Regions from separate parts of the Mus musculus genome. Here region 1 is linked to region 2. The links are chromatin contacts, called in public HiChIP or PLAC-seq maps. All regions are on one chromosome and are shown on one strand. The core of a region is the stretch at or near the end of the contact, and the rest is flanking DNA. Distances in the headings are between cores, read along the strand shown.

What was found. HiChIP or PLAC-seq counts read pairs in DNA pulled down with a chosen protein or histone mark.
Region 1: a contact with region 2 is called in a RAD21 HiChIP or PLAC-seq map of pro-B cells, with 28 times the contacts expected there. The contact joins the enhancer-like site here to the promoter of Nudt15 in region 2. A contact is called at or near these places in 2 of 39 promoter capture datasets (cranial neural crest and second pharyngeal arch cranial neural crest), 1 of 15 datasets of contacts at CTCF or cohesin (pro-B cells), 4 of 484 Hi-C or Micro-C datasets (cardiomyocytes, cerebral cortex and cortical neurons) and 6 of 115 datasets of contacts at active chromatin or transcription factors (T-cell acute lymphoblastic leukemia, astrocytes, embryonic forebrain and 3 more).

The regions. Positions count from the first base shown.
Region 1 is chr14:74,994,052-75,000,341 of GRCm38.p6, reverse strand. No RefSeq gene overlaps it. Among named protein-coding and RNA genes, the nearest start is that of Rubcnl, 19 kb to the left of the region's middle. Within about 2 kb of position 3,576, at least 75 of the 459 cell types and tissues checked have an H3K27ac peak or open chromatin away from gene starts, as enhancers often do. A contact at or near this core is called in pro-B cells, where this site is marked.
Region 2 is chr14:73,521,171-73,526,636 of GRCm38.p6, reverse strand. It overlaps Nudt15 (nudix (nucleoside diphosphate linked moiety X)-type motif 15), which reads left to right and starts at 1,388. Exons shown (of 3, transcript NM_001360484.1): 1 at 1,388-1,577; 2 at 3,143-3,339; 3 at 4,963-5,466. The coding sequence starts at 1,423. The coding sequence ends at 5,123. Gm41209 (a long non-coding RNA gene) reads right to left here and starts at 1,335. Exons shown (of 3, transcript XR_874819.2): 1 at 1,091-1,335; 2 at 728-800.

The sequences.
Region 1 (6,290 bases), core at 2,327-4,826, 1.5 Mb before region 2:
CCATAGCATAATGCAGAATACACTTAGTCCAACTTCAAGAGTCCTCATAGTCTATAGCAGTCTCAACAATGTTAAAAGTCCAAAGTTCAAAGTCTCTTCTGTGAGTCATCCAATAACTTAATGGTAACCCCCAAAGCAAGACAGGAAACAAGCTGGACAAACTCCAAATTCTACATCTCCATGGCTGATGTCAAGGCAGTCTTTAGATCTCCATCTCCTTTTTCATCTTTGTTGACAGCAACAAACTTCTTTCTCCTGGGCCGGTTCTACTCCCTGTTAGCAGCTTTCCTAGGCAGGTATCCCACGATGCTGGTATCGTTAGCATTTTGGGCTCTGGCATCTTGAACATCTTAGGGTCTCCAAGGCAACTTCAATGCTATAATTTTTCCTTTCTCAGCCTGCTAGGCTTGTTTAAAATGCTCTTCATGAGACAAAACCAGAAAACAAAGTCTATGATAGGTGTTTCTAAGACTTCCTTTGTCAATGCAATTAATCTGAGTCTCTTCAACTTAGCCTCAGGAAGACTCTTCAGAGAAGGACAAAAGTAGCCACATTCTTCACCAAAATACCACAAAAACAGTCTCCAGGCCACATACTGAAGCTCTCCTCTGAAACCTCTTGAGCTTGGTCTGCACAGTTCAAATCACTCTCAGCAATAAAATCTTCCATATTCCTCCTAGGATGTCCATTGAGCCCCACTTAAAGCATTCCACCGCTTTCCAAATCCACATTCTTCCAAACAAAAGCATGGTCAGGCCTGTCACAGCACTACCCAGTCCCCGGTACCAACTTCTGGATTGTAGTTCATTCCAGATACAGTCAATTTGACAACAGGAATAGCCATTACAGGTAGACATAAAAAATACAGATGGTTTTACTTCTATTTATATTGCATATAAATATTTATATTTATATTCAAAAGAGATAATATCAAACTCCATTTTTTGAGGGATGTATATGGCTGTATACTATAATATACACATATATATATGGCACAACACCTAGGGCAGCTTCTCCCTCTTGGGTTAGGCTAGAGGTTTTGTGAGGTTATGGTAATCTTCTAATATCTGAGATAGGCCTCCCGGATTCACAGGCTGTGAACTTAATTCCTGGTGCAGCAGGCAGGGTGTTGAGCTTCAGGGGGAGTGTTTAGGTCATGAGAGCTCCACCTCATGAAAGGATTAGTAGCTGTCCTTATGAAAAGGGCTCACTGGAACACATTTGTTCCCTTCCTATCTGCCTTGTGAAGATGCAAAGAGAAGGAAGCTCTTATCAGAGGTGCATTTAGGACCTTGGTCTCAGATTTCCCAGCCCCAGAGCTGGAAGCAGCTACTTAAGTGCTTCTTAAATCTTCCAGCTCCAGGTGTTCTGTCACAGCTCCAACCAGATGAAAACAAAGTATATTGTATATATAATTATTTATTAAACAATGTACACATACTCTACATACTTTTTAAAGGTATGTTTTGTTGTTTTGTATTGTAAATTTATTGTTGCTGTTATTGTTTTGTTTTAGACCATGGGATGGAGACATCAATGAGCTCTGGGAAGACAATCTCATGACACCATGACCAAGGCAAGTCTTATAAAAAAAACAACATTTAATTGGGGCTGGCTTATAGGTTCAGAGGTTCAGTCCATTATCATCAAGGTGGGAGCATGGCAGTATCCAGGCAGGCATGGTGCATGCAGAGTTGAGAGTTCTAAGTCTTCATCCAAAGGCTGCTAGTGGAAGACTGACTTCCAGGCAACTAGGGTGAGGATCTTATGCCCACACCCACAGTGACACACCTACTCCAACCAGGTCACACCTATTCCAACAAGGCCACACCTCCAGATGGTGCCACTCCCTGATCCAAGGATACACAAACCATCACAGGAACCATGAGTGGAAGGGGTGGGTGTAACCATCAATCCTAGAGCCTACCTCCATCCCTCAGGTCCCACATCCTCAAGGCCTTAATGCACAAGCCAGAGACCTGATGTTCAAACCCAGGCTTGGAGGGCACATGTCACATCTCAGCTATAACACCTCCTCTGTTTGTCACTCTGCTTGGATTCTCTCATAATGAGGATAGAATACTGAGCTTTCTCAATTCATCTTCGTTAAGTAAGTGATCAGTCATGTGTGTGGAAGCCCTTGCGTTCATTCCCGCAGACTCTCAGAGCCAATAGCCATAATCTGGGCTGCTTAAAATAGCAGAGCTGTCTTCTCTCCAGTTCTGGTGGGGGTGGGGCTGGAATCCAGGTACCGGGCAGGGTTGGCTTACTCGAGGACACTCTGGGAGAGAATCTGCTCCATGCCTCAGTCCTAGACTCTTGTGGTCGCCAATAGTATTGAGTAATCCCTGCCTTTAGAAGCCATCAATTTCCATCTTTAACTTCATATCTCATCTTTGTGGAGATCTGGATAAGATTGGGCCCCATAGGCTCATAGGTTAGCATGCGTAGTGCCCAGGGATGAACTGTTTTGGAAAGATTAGGAGGCATGGCCTTGTTGGAGGAGGTGTGTCTGGGGGGTGGGCTTTGCCTACTCTTTCTGCCTGCTGCCTGTGGGTCGGTATATAAAGCTCTCAGCTACTGCTCCAGTGCCGTGTCTACCTGCTCCCACCATGACCACAGGCTAATCCTCTAAAGCTGCAAGCAAGGCCCGAGTTAAATGCTTTCTTTAATAAGAGTTGCCTCGATTGTGGAGTCTCTTCACGCCAATAGGAAATAACTAAGATAGTCTTCCTCCCTAACATGTGTCTCTGTGTCCAAATCCACCCCTCCCCACCCCTCCTCTTCCTTCTGGTCCCCTCCTCTGTGATTTGCTCCCAGCTTGTTTTTGTTGTTTCTACAGTCCAGGGTGGCCTCAGCCCTTTCTCATGTGGGGATTACTGGCATATACTAGCATGCCAATCTTCAAATTTCTCTTTAAGGACCACTGTCACTGAGTATACCCTAAAGTAGCATGGCACGATCACAACTTGATTACATCCGCAAAACCTCTCTTTCCAAATAAGGTCCTGACCAAAACTGGGTGGGTTTAGAACTTCAGCATGTGGAGGTGGAGACAGCTTAACCCACAGTGTCATCAAAAGGGCAGGAAGAACCAGTGGCCTCTGGGTGGAGACTGCTGGGCAGGGAAGGAATCCTGTGCTCCTTCCAGCCTTGTTCCTGCTTTCACTGATTGTGTTTGTGTTAGTAGTACTTCTGGAACACTCCCCTAAAGAACATCTCTTTGTTTGCAGCTTATCTTCACACACCCAAATTTCTTACTGTGCAGCTATAACTTATGGTCTTTGAGGAGACATGAAAAACACTTCTGTAGCAGCTAGTGATTATGCGACATCTCTCTTCTACTCAAGGCTTTGAGCTCTGGTCACTTCACCCTTTCTCCAGCTTCTACTCAAGCAGACCTTGTTTTTTTTTTAACTCACTGACATAGAGTGGTTAGTGCTAAAACCACACATCCTGGGGGGGCACAGGGACACATGGCCTTCCTGACTCTCACTGGCCTCTCTAGCCTGCCTGCTTGCTTGTCTCCTGTTCTCTGTTGGCAGAGAGCAGTGTGACACATTTACAGCTTCACTAAAACCGTGGGATGTCCCAGCTTGTCTTTATCCAAGCCCAACACGTGGAATTACTCAGAGTGTGGTTTTGTGCTTTGGTAAAGTCAAAAGAAATGTTCTGTTCTGTAGAGCCACACCTAACTGCCCACACTGTGGTCTGAGGAAATCATGAACCTCAGGATGACACAGCTGAGATCTGGGGTGGCCTTACTTTGAGCTGGGCTCGAACATAAATCTGCGCGCCCATTCCTAGCCCCAGCTCTTCGATAAGCCTGTATTGAGTTGTCTCTGCTGCCTCTCTCCTGCACTCTGTTCTGCCACAGGCAGGGTGGGGTCCCCACACCTGTGTGGAGAGGCTTTCCGAAGACTGTCAGAGCGTTGGCATGACCAGCTTTTAGAGACGACGCCCAGTAGAATGGATGACATTTAAAAGCCTGTTCACAGTGAGGTTTGGAGAAGATGGAGGACTGGATCACTCAAGCATTGCTGCACTTTGCTTGGTTTTACACACACACACACACACACACACACACACACACACCCCACATACACACATACATGCACACTCACATACACAAACACATACATATACACACATATATATACACACACACACACATACACAAACACATACACTCACACCTTTTTAAAAACTCACTTGGCAACCTCATTATTTTATTGCAGGTGCTATGCTCACATGCCACTCTCTAAACAATGCACCTAGCAACCGCTGATCTCCACCTGCATTGAGACACACACGCGCACACACACACACACCATTTTCTAAGTAATGATATACATATTTCCAGCCTTAACAATCAAATCTAGATTGTTCCTATTCTAATGTGTTCCCAATGTGTCTGGGTAGGGAGAACAGGAAGGCTGACCCTATTGGTTTGGGTCTAAATTGTTTTGGGGAGCCCACTCAACAAAGCGACCCGTCTTTCAAGTGAATTTTTAGGGACAATCCCTTATCTACCATCCAATGCCTATGTATAAAACTAGGCATGCTTAGGATTAAAATCAGATATATTATGGGAAGAAAGTTGCGCAGTAGAAAAACGATTGCATCACCTATCAACCAAAACAGAAAACCATAGAAACCATGCCCCATACTACCAAACTCCTCCTCCTTCTGAACCAAATAAAAGGAAAACCCAAACCATAGCCAGGCCCTTGAGTTCCTTCACTCACAGGGCCCACGATCCATCTTGACTGTGCCCATTGTAATCTGTACAATCATTTCACTCAGGGTAACGTTAGCTCACTACTTTGCAAATCACAAAATAATCCTCCTTCATATTATCTCTGCCTTTCCATGCAGCCACATGAGATTTGTGGCCAACTTAACTTTAGTTTGCCTGATAGTTTCTTAAATATTTTATGACACGTACTTATTTAATCAGTTACTATGTGCACTTTGAGTTTCTTCAAAAAGACAAAGTCTCCCAGAGTGTGGCTGTGGAGTAAGACTCCGAAGTACAATAATGAAGACATACCCTCCCTAGCTGATGTCTAAATACATCTTCTGCTCCTTGTGGGAGACACTAGCATGTGTCTGTCTTAAGTTCCACTCTTTTACTAAGTTAGAGGTTGTCATCAGTTGTGGGGCAAGTAGAACTGTGTCACCAGACAAAAACCGGGAAGGGTGAGCGAATTCAGAAACCCTGGTACTTCATGTATCTGAGAATGGTAGGAGTTTCATCTACTCTGATCCGGTTCCTGTCCTGGAACACATGACCAAAACACCCCACATGAAGAGCGTGACCACTAGTTGTCCTGTAGCATAGAGCCCAGTTCTCCGTGCTAATGAGGTATCTGGATGGACCAGCCTGAGAGCTTAGCCAATAAGCTTCCCTTCCTGGACATCCCTTCCTGCAGAAGGTATTTAATCTCTGGTCCACACTGAGTAAGTCATCTGCACCCACTTTCCATGATGAACAATGAATAAACAGTTTAGACAAACAAAGACTGTCTCTTTCATCAAGAACCGCTGTGGGAAGAAGCCTTCATCATACAGAGCCTCGCTAGCAGAAGGTTCCTCTGCCCTCCTCACCCCCTAACCTAAGCGAGAGTTCCCCCTCCCCCTGACCCTCTCATTCCCGATTCCACGAGGTTCCCAGTGGGGACTGGATGCCCCGAACCCCTGCCAACTTGGCCTCAGGCTGCGCTGTTTCTCACCTGGGCTGGGGCCCCATCTTAGGCTTCATTGTGCCACTTCCACACCCCAATGGCGGTGGTGATAAAATGTAGCCTTGTCATCTGCGCTTATGCAGAACACAGACCCACAATCAGTAACTATTAAATTAGTCACTACTGAACTGAATATGATGGCTCACATCTGTGATCTCAGAAATTGAGCAATAAAGGCAGGAGTTTAGGAGTTCAAGGCTAGCCTCTGCTACATAGTGAGTTCTAGGCCAACCTAGGCTACATGAGGCTCACTCACAAACAAAAGTATAGTTAATACCCAAACTTAAGTGTGATGTGTGTGTGTGTGTGTGTGTGTGTGTGTGTGTGTGTGTGTGTATTTAGATTCTGTGTGCTTCCAGGTGGATTTTGAATTGGGGATCCTCCTGTCTCACCTTCCAGAGTGTGACATTACAATCATGTTTCACCGTACTTACCCAAACATTACTTGTGTTTTGTTGGTATGTGTTTATTAGTCATTTACCAAGAAGCTCTAAGCTGAGCTTTTCAGTCAGATTGCATCAAAAGGTTGACACTATTAAGACC
Region 2 (5,466 bases), core at 139-2,638:
GTAAGATGGTATCTTGCCCAGAGTTTCTATTCCTGCACAAACAGCATGGCCAAGAAGCAAGTTGGGGAGGAAAGGGTTTATTCAGCTTACACTTCCAAATTGCTGTTCATCACTACAGGAAGTCAGGACAGGAACTCAAGCAGGTCAGGAAGCAGGAGCTGATGCAGAGGCCATGGAGGGATCTTTCTTACTGGCTTGCTCAAGTTGCTTTCTTATAGAACCCAAGACTACCAGCCCAGAGATGACACCACCCATGGTGGGCCCTCATGCCTTGATCACCAACTGAGAAAATGCCCCACAGCTGGATCTCATGGAGTCACTTCCCCAACTGAAGCTCCTTTCTCTGTGATAACTCCAGCCTGTGTCAAGTTGACACCCAAAACCAGCCAGTACAGATGGCATCTCAATTCCTCAATGGAGATAGTCAACACTTTTAAAAATAGTTATTATTTTTGTTTCTCGTTTTAAACTGTCTATTCATTTGCACATTCGTTGATTGGCAAAACTTAGGACTTTGCTAAGCATACCTAATGGATACTGAAACTTTCTAATGGATTACTATGGTAGTTTAAATATGCTTGGCCCAGGGAGGTGTGTCCTTGTTGGAGTGGTTGTGGCCTTTTTGGAGGAAGTGTGTCGCTGTGGGAGATGGGCTTTGAGATACTTCTCCCAGTTGCTGTTTGAATCTTTTCCTGTTTGAATTTAGAACAAGATATACAACTCTTACCTCCTCCAGTGCCACGACTGCCTGGATGCTGCCATGCTTCCTGCATTGATTATAATGGACTGAACCTCTGGACCTACAAGCAAGCACCAATTAAATGTTGTCCTTTATAAGAGTTGCCTTGGTCATAATGTCTCTTCACAGCAACGGAAACCCTCACTAAGACAATTACTTAGGATACAAATTAAGTATACACTCAGATATATGTGTGGAAATATAAAAACTAACATTTCAAAGAGTTAAAGCTGTCTCTGGAAGCAGGGCTAAAAGGGATAGTGTCTGTCCTTGGGCAGTTTTGTACTATTGGGTTTCTAAAATTATGCACACATTAGTAGAAATAAAGTAATACTTTTAAAGTAAACCCACCCGTCCAAAGATTTAAGATGTCAATCTTGTTACAGCTGATTTCCCCAAGTTTTTCTTTTCATATTTCAGTTTTAGTTGATGTATATTTTTATCTACTATAATTTGTTTTTCTCTAAAATATGAATTTATCCTAAAGAAACTTAATTAGTCTCATTTACTTCCCCAAATCATCTTTCAGTACTCTTATGTTAGTTATTTATATGGTTGTTTCTGCATGATCTATGCACCAGGCGACAGGTGATTCGTGAGACACAACACTCAGCGAGCAATCAGCGAGGCTCCTGCCGGTTCCCGTACAGCTTCAACGTCACTTCCGGGGTCAGCCAAATGCTATGGCCGCTAACGCAGAGCCGAGGCGGCGGCCAGGAGTTGGGGTCGGCGTGGTGGTGCTGAGCTGCGAGCATCCTCGCTGCGTCCTTCTGGGGAAAAGGAAAGGATCGTTTGGAGCCGGCAGTTTCCAGCTTCCTGGGGGCCATTTGGAATTCGGGTGAGCAGGACGACCTCCGGGAAGCGGAAGCTTCGGGAATATCACTAGTCCGCACGCCATTCTCGGTCCGTGTGACGCGCTTCAGTGCGCAGTTGAGTTCCGCGAGCTCTCTACGGCCCCGGTGTCCTCCGGGATCCAGCCAGGAGGGGGTGCTGTGCCAGTACCCGGGCCCCGTTAGTCCTCGCTCTGCCCTCTCCTGGCTGCAAGTGGAAGTCGTTTGTATTTCTTAGTGTTTACAGAGAAAGTGGATGTTAACTGGGACTTTTCCTTTTGCCCCATGAGATTTAAATATATCAGAGTTTTGTGAGGCTGGCCCCGCCGCTTCTGCGATGTGGATGTGTCAGTCCCACAAAGGGGGAAGGGTAGCTAAGTCAGTTTCTGTGCAATCGTGAAGAAACCCTGGCTCTGCTCAAAAATGTGTTCTAATCCGAGAGTGTGCCTTAAAATACAATAAAAGTATCTAAGACATCCAGATTCGGTGTGATTTCCTTTAGTCTTGTATAGTAATATAAAATAATGTAGTGTTATAAAACACTTGGAAGGTAAAGCTTCAAGCCTTCCTACGCCTTATCTAACAAGCACCATACTTGATTCTGTAGACAATTTCAAAGGAAATCTGAGACTTCCTATTATGTAATTATCTGGGTCACTATTATCTAATAGGCTTATTTAGTTATAAGAGACCGAGATCTGCCTGCCTCAGTTTTCTGAGTGTTGGGATTATGGCGTGATGGATTCACTGGATGGAGGAGCCTCTCACTGGCTCTCCATGACAGGGAAACATTACCAGGCTGACAACTTCCTTCCTCTTGATGGTAACCTGTACTTTCCTATGTGGCCTGGAAGTACAAGTGTTGCATGCCCCTTAATGCTAATCATCTCTTTCTCTGTTGCCTAATTGCCTCAATTTTTAGGCTTAAACTGGAATTTTGAAGCATAAGGAAGGCATTTAATGCACTTTCAAAACACAACCCGAAAGGAACATTAATTAATGTTTCTTTTTTTCCTGGGTACAGTTGACTCAGAAGCCTGGGTTTTGTTGTTGTTGGGTTGTTTTTTATTGTTGTTTGTTTGTTTGGTTGGTTGGTTTTGTTTTGGGTTTTGGGGAGTGGTTTTTGTTGGGTTTTGTTTTTGTTTTTAGAAATAGGGTTTCTCTGTACAGTCTTGGATGTCCTGGAATTCCCTCTGTAGACCAATCTGGCCTCAAACTCACAGAGGTTCACCAGGCTCTGCCTCTAAAGTACTCGGACTAAAGGCGTGTACCACCACCACCCAGAGAAAGCCTGGGTTCTTACCTGACACACTAAACTGCACCCTTGCTGCCTAAGTCTATCTCCAGACCTAGGAATTAATGCTGTTGTTAAGTGTTAATTTTTGCATAACCTAAAGCTCTTTGGGTCTTCAAATCACTAAATATAGAATATGCATAATGTCAAGATGGAAGATTTTTTTTTAATCAGTCTAAAGCATAAACTAATTACCATTGCTTTTACTGTATACCATAATTTTCCTACCAGGACTCTCACCTCATGTGTACACTAAGCAGGCTGTGTTTCTTTTTCCAGTGAGACCTGGGAAGAATGCGCTCAGAGAGAAACCTGGGAAGAAGCTGGGCTTCACCTGAAAAATGTGTGCTTTGCCTCCGTGGTAAATTCTTTTGTTGAGAAGGAGAATTACCATTATGTTACCATATTAATGAAAGGAGAGGTGGATATGACTCATGATTCGGAGCCGAGGAATATGGAGCCTGAAAAGAATGAAAGTAAGAGAATCAGATACAATAACGTATTATTCTTCAGAGAAGCATGGTTAGAGTATCATTGCCATATGAAGAGAATCGGATTCTCTTTGTGTCTATGACCTCGAAAGTTCCTGTGTTGGAGCTAAGAAGGTGACTTTAACCCCAGCACTTGGGGAATAGTAGGGAGAGACAGAAAGATCTCTGGGAGTTTGAGGTCACTGGTTTACATAGAAAGTTCCAGGCTAGCTAGGTCTATGTAGAGACACAATCTCAAAAAGAGACAAAAACCAAAAACCTATGTTGAAATTCCAGTCTTGGGGTGATGGTGACGGGGCCTGGGCTTTGCTGATTCTGGGCCCTTAGTGAGATGGAATGTCCTGGAGGAGCTGCAACAGACGCTTCTCACCTCCTTACCCCTCAGCAGGACTGAGGCAGAGTGAGAAGGACCAGGTGCAGTCTTCAGAGGCTCACCTGCCATGTGCAGATGCTCTGAACTTCCCATTACCTCCCAAAATGGCAGCGGCAGCGGCGGTGGCTAGGATCCACTGTTCACCACAGGACTGAATGAAGCACTGCCTAACAGGCCACAAATGGAATTAGTGCTCACATGAACGAGACCCCAGAGAGATCCTCACCACGTCCTCCATGTGAGGATACAGGAGGAGTATGGCTGTCCCATGAGCTAGGAAATGGGCCCTTACCAGACATCACGTCTGGCCAGCATCTTGATCTTAGACTTTCAATCTGCAGAATTATGTGAAATGAAAGTCTGCCGGCTGTCCTGTTAGAGCAGCGCAGAGACAATGTAGAGATGGGGAGATGTGTAGATCCCAAGGGATGGAAGATACAGATACCTGTGCTCCTGTCATGGTTCTTGCACTGTCGCTGTGATTTAGGGCACAGTGAAACCACCATGTTGGAGTACTCCATGGCTAGAAAGAAAGGCTCATCTGGGAAATTGAAAGATGCTATGGATGTCTTGGGGTTGGGGGAAGCATGGACTCGAAACGTACAACACAGAATAGTGAAAGGCGGGGAAAGCCTTGGCAGTTTTAAAGAACTAGTCTGTGCTGGGATGAAGCCTGTAAGCCAGACATCCTGGAAGTTTAGCGTGGGCGTGGGTTGTAGGGAAGTGGGTGGTCGCTAGCTGTGGGACTTCAATATGTGTTCATAGGTAGCTAGATGCCGTGCTCGCTGTGCTGTGGAGACAGGGCAAATGGAAGCTCTTCCTGGCAGAAACCCAGCTCACAGGTTTTGGAGGAATGCTTATGAGGCTTGAGTGTATCTATCAGCAATCCTGTATCCCTGATGGGCATCTAGCCTGTAATATAGACATAGGCAGTGGCCCCATCTCGGGGGTCCGGTTTGGATCTAACAGTTCTCTGTGAAGTTACTTGGCCAAGTTACTTAATGGTGGGCCGTTTTCCTCATCTGTGAACAGTAGACACCTCAGATGAGTTCAGTCAGGACTGAATGCTTTGCTACATGAGACCCTGTCTCAAACAAAGAAACAAGAAACACTCCACTGTTTTCTTGGTCACCTTTCTCTTCCCAAGCTCTTCATTCTAAATGTGGGTTTTATTTGTCCAGCAAATGCCTTGCTTTCTGCCGCTTCTGCGTACTGACTGTCAGTTTCCCTTCTAGGTTGGGAGTGGGTTCCATGGGAAGAATTCCCTCCCTTAGACCAGCTTTTCTGGGCTCTCCGCTGTCTAAAAGAGCAAGGTTATGACCCATTTAAAGAGGACCTGAACCACCTGGAAGGGTACCGAGGAGAGCACCTTGAAAGGACCACGAAGACTCCTTGATTAAAAACAAAGTCTTCAGGAAATGAAAACTTCTGTTTCAGGACAACTCGATTTTATCCATAGAGCCACGTGGTCACCAGTTTATCTGCAGTCTCCTGATATAACTCAAGAACCTTAAGAAACTCTTCCTGGGGTGTGCCGCTGAATTGTCCTGGTGGCATAGAATAAGGTGTGTAAGGAGCTTGCAGTTCATTATCTGCACTTCTGCATGGCTTCCGCTGTCCGCTGCATGGAGGCGAGCGTAATAGATTGCCTTGTGCTAGTTCAAACAGAGGTCGGAACTCAAATATGGCCATTCAAGTTCAAAAGCAAGGCGCCTACTGCCAAGTTCATCAAGCTTGAT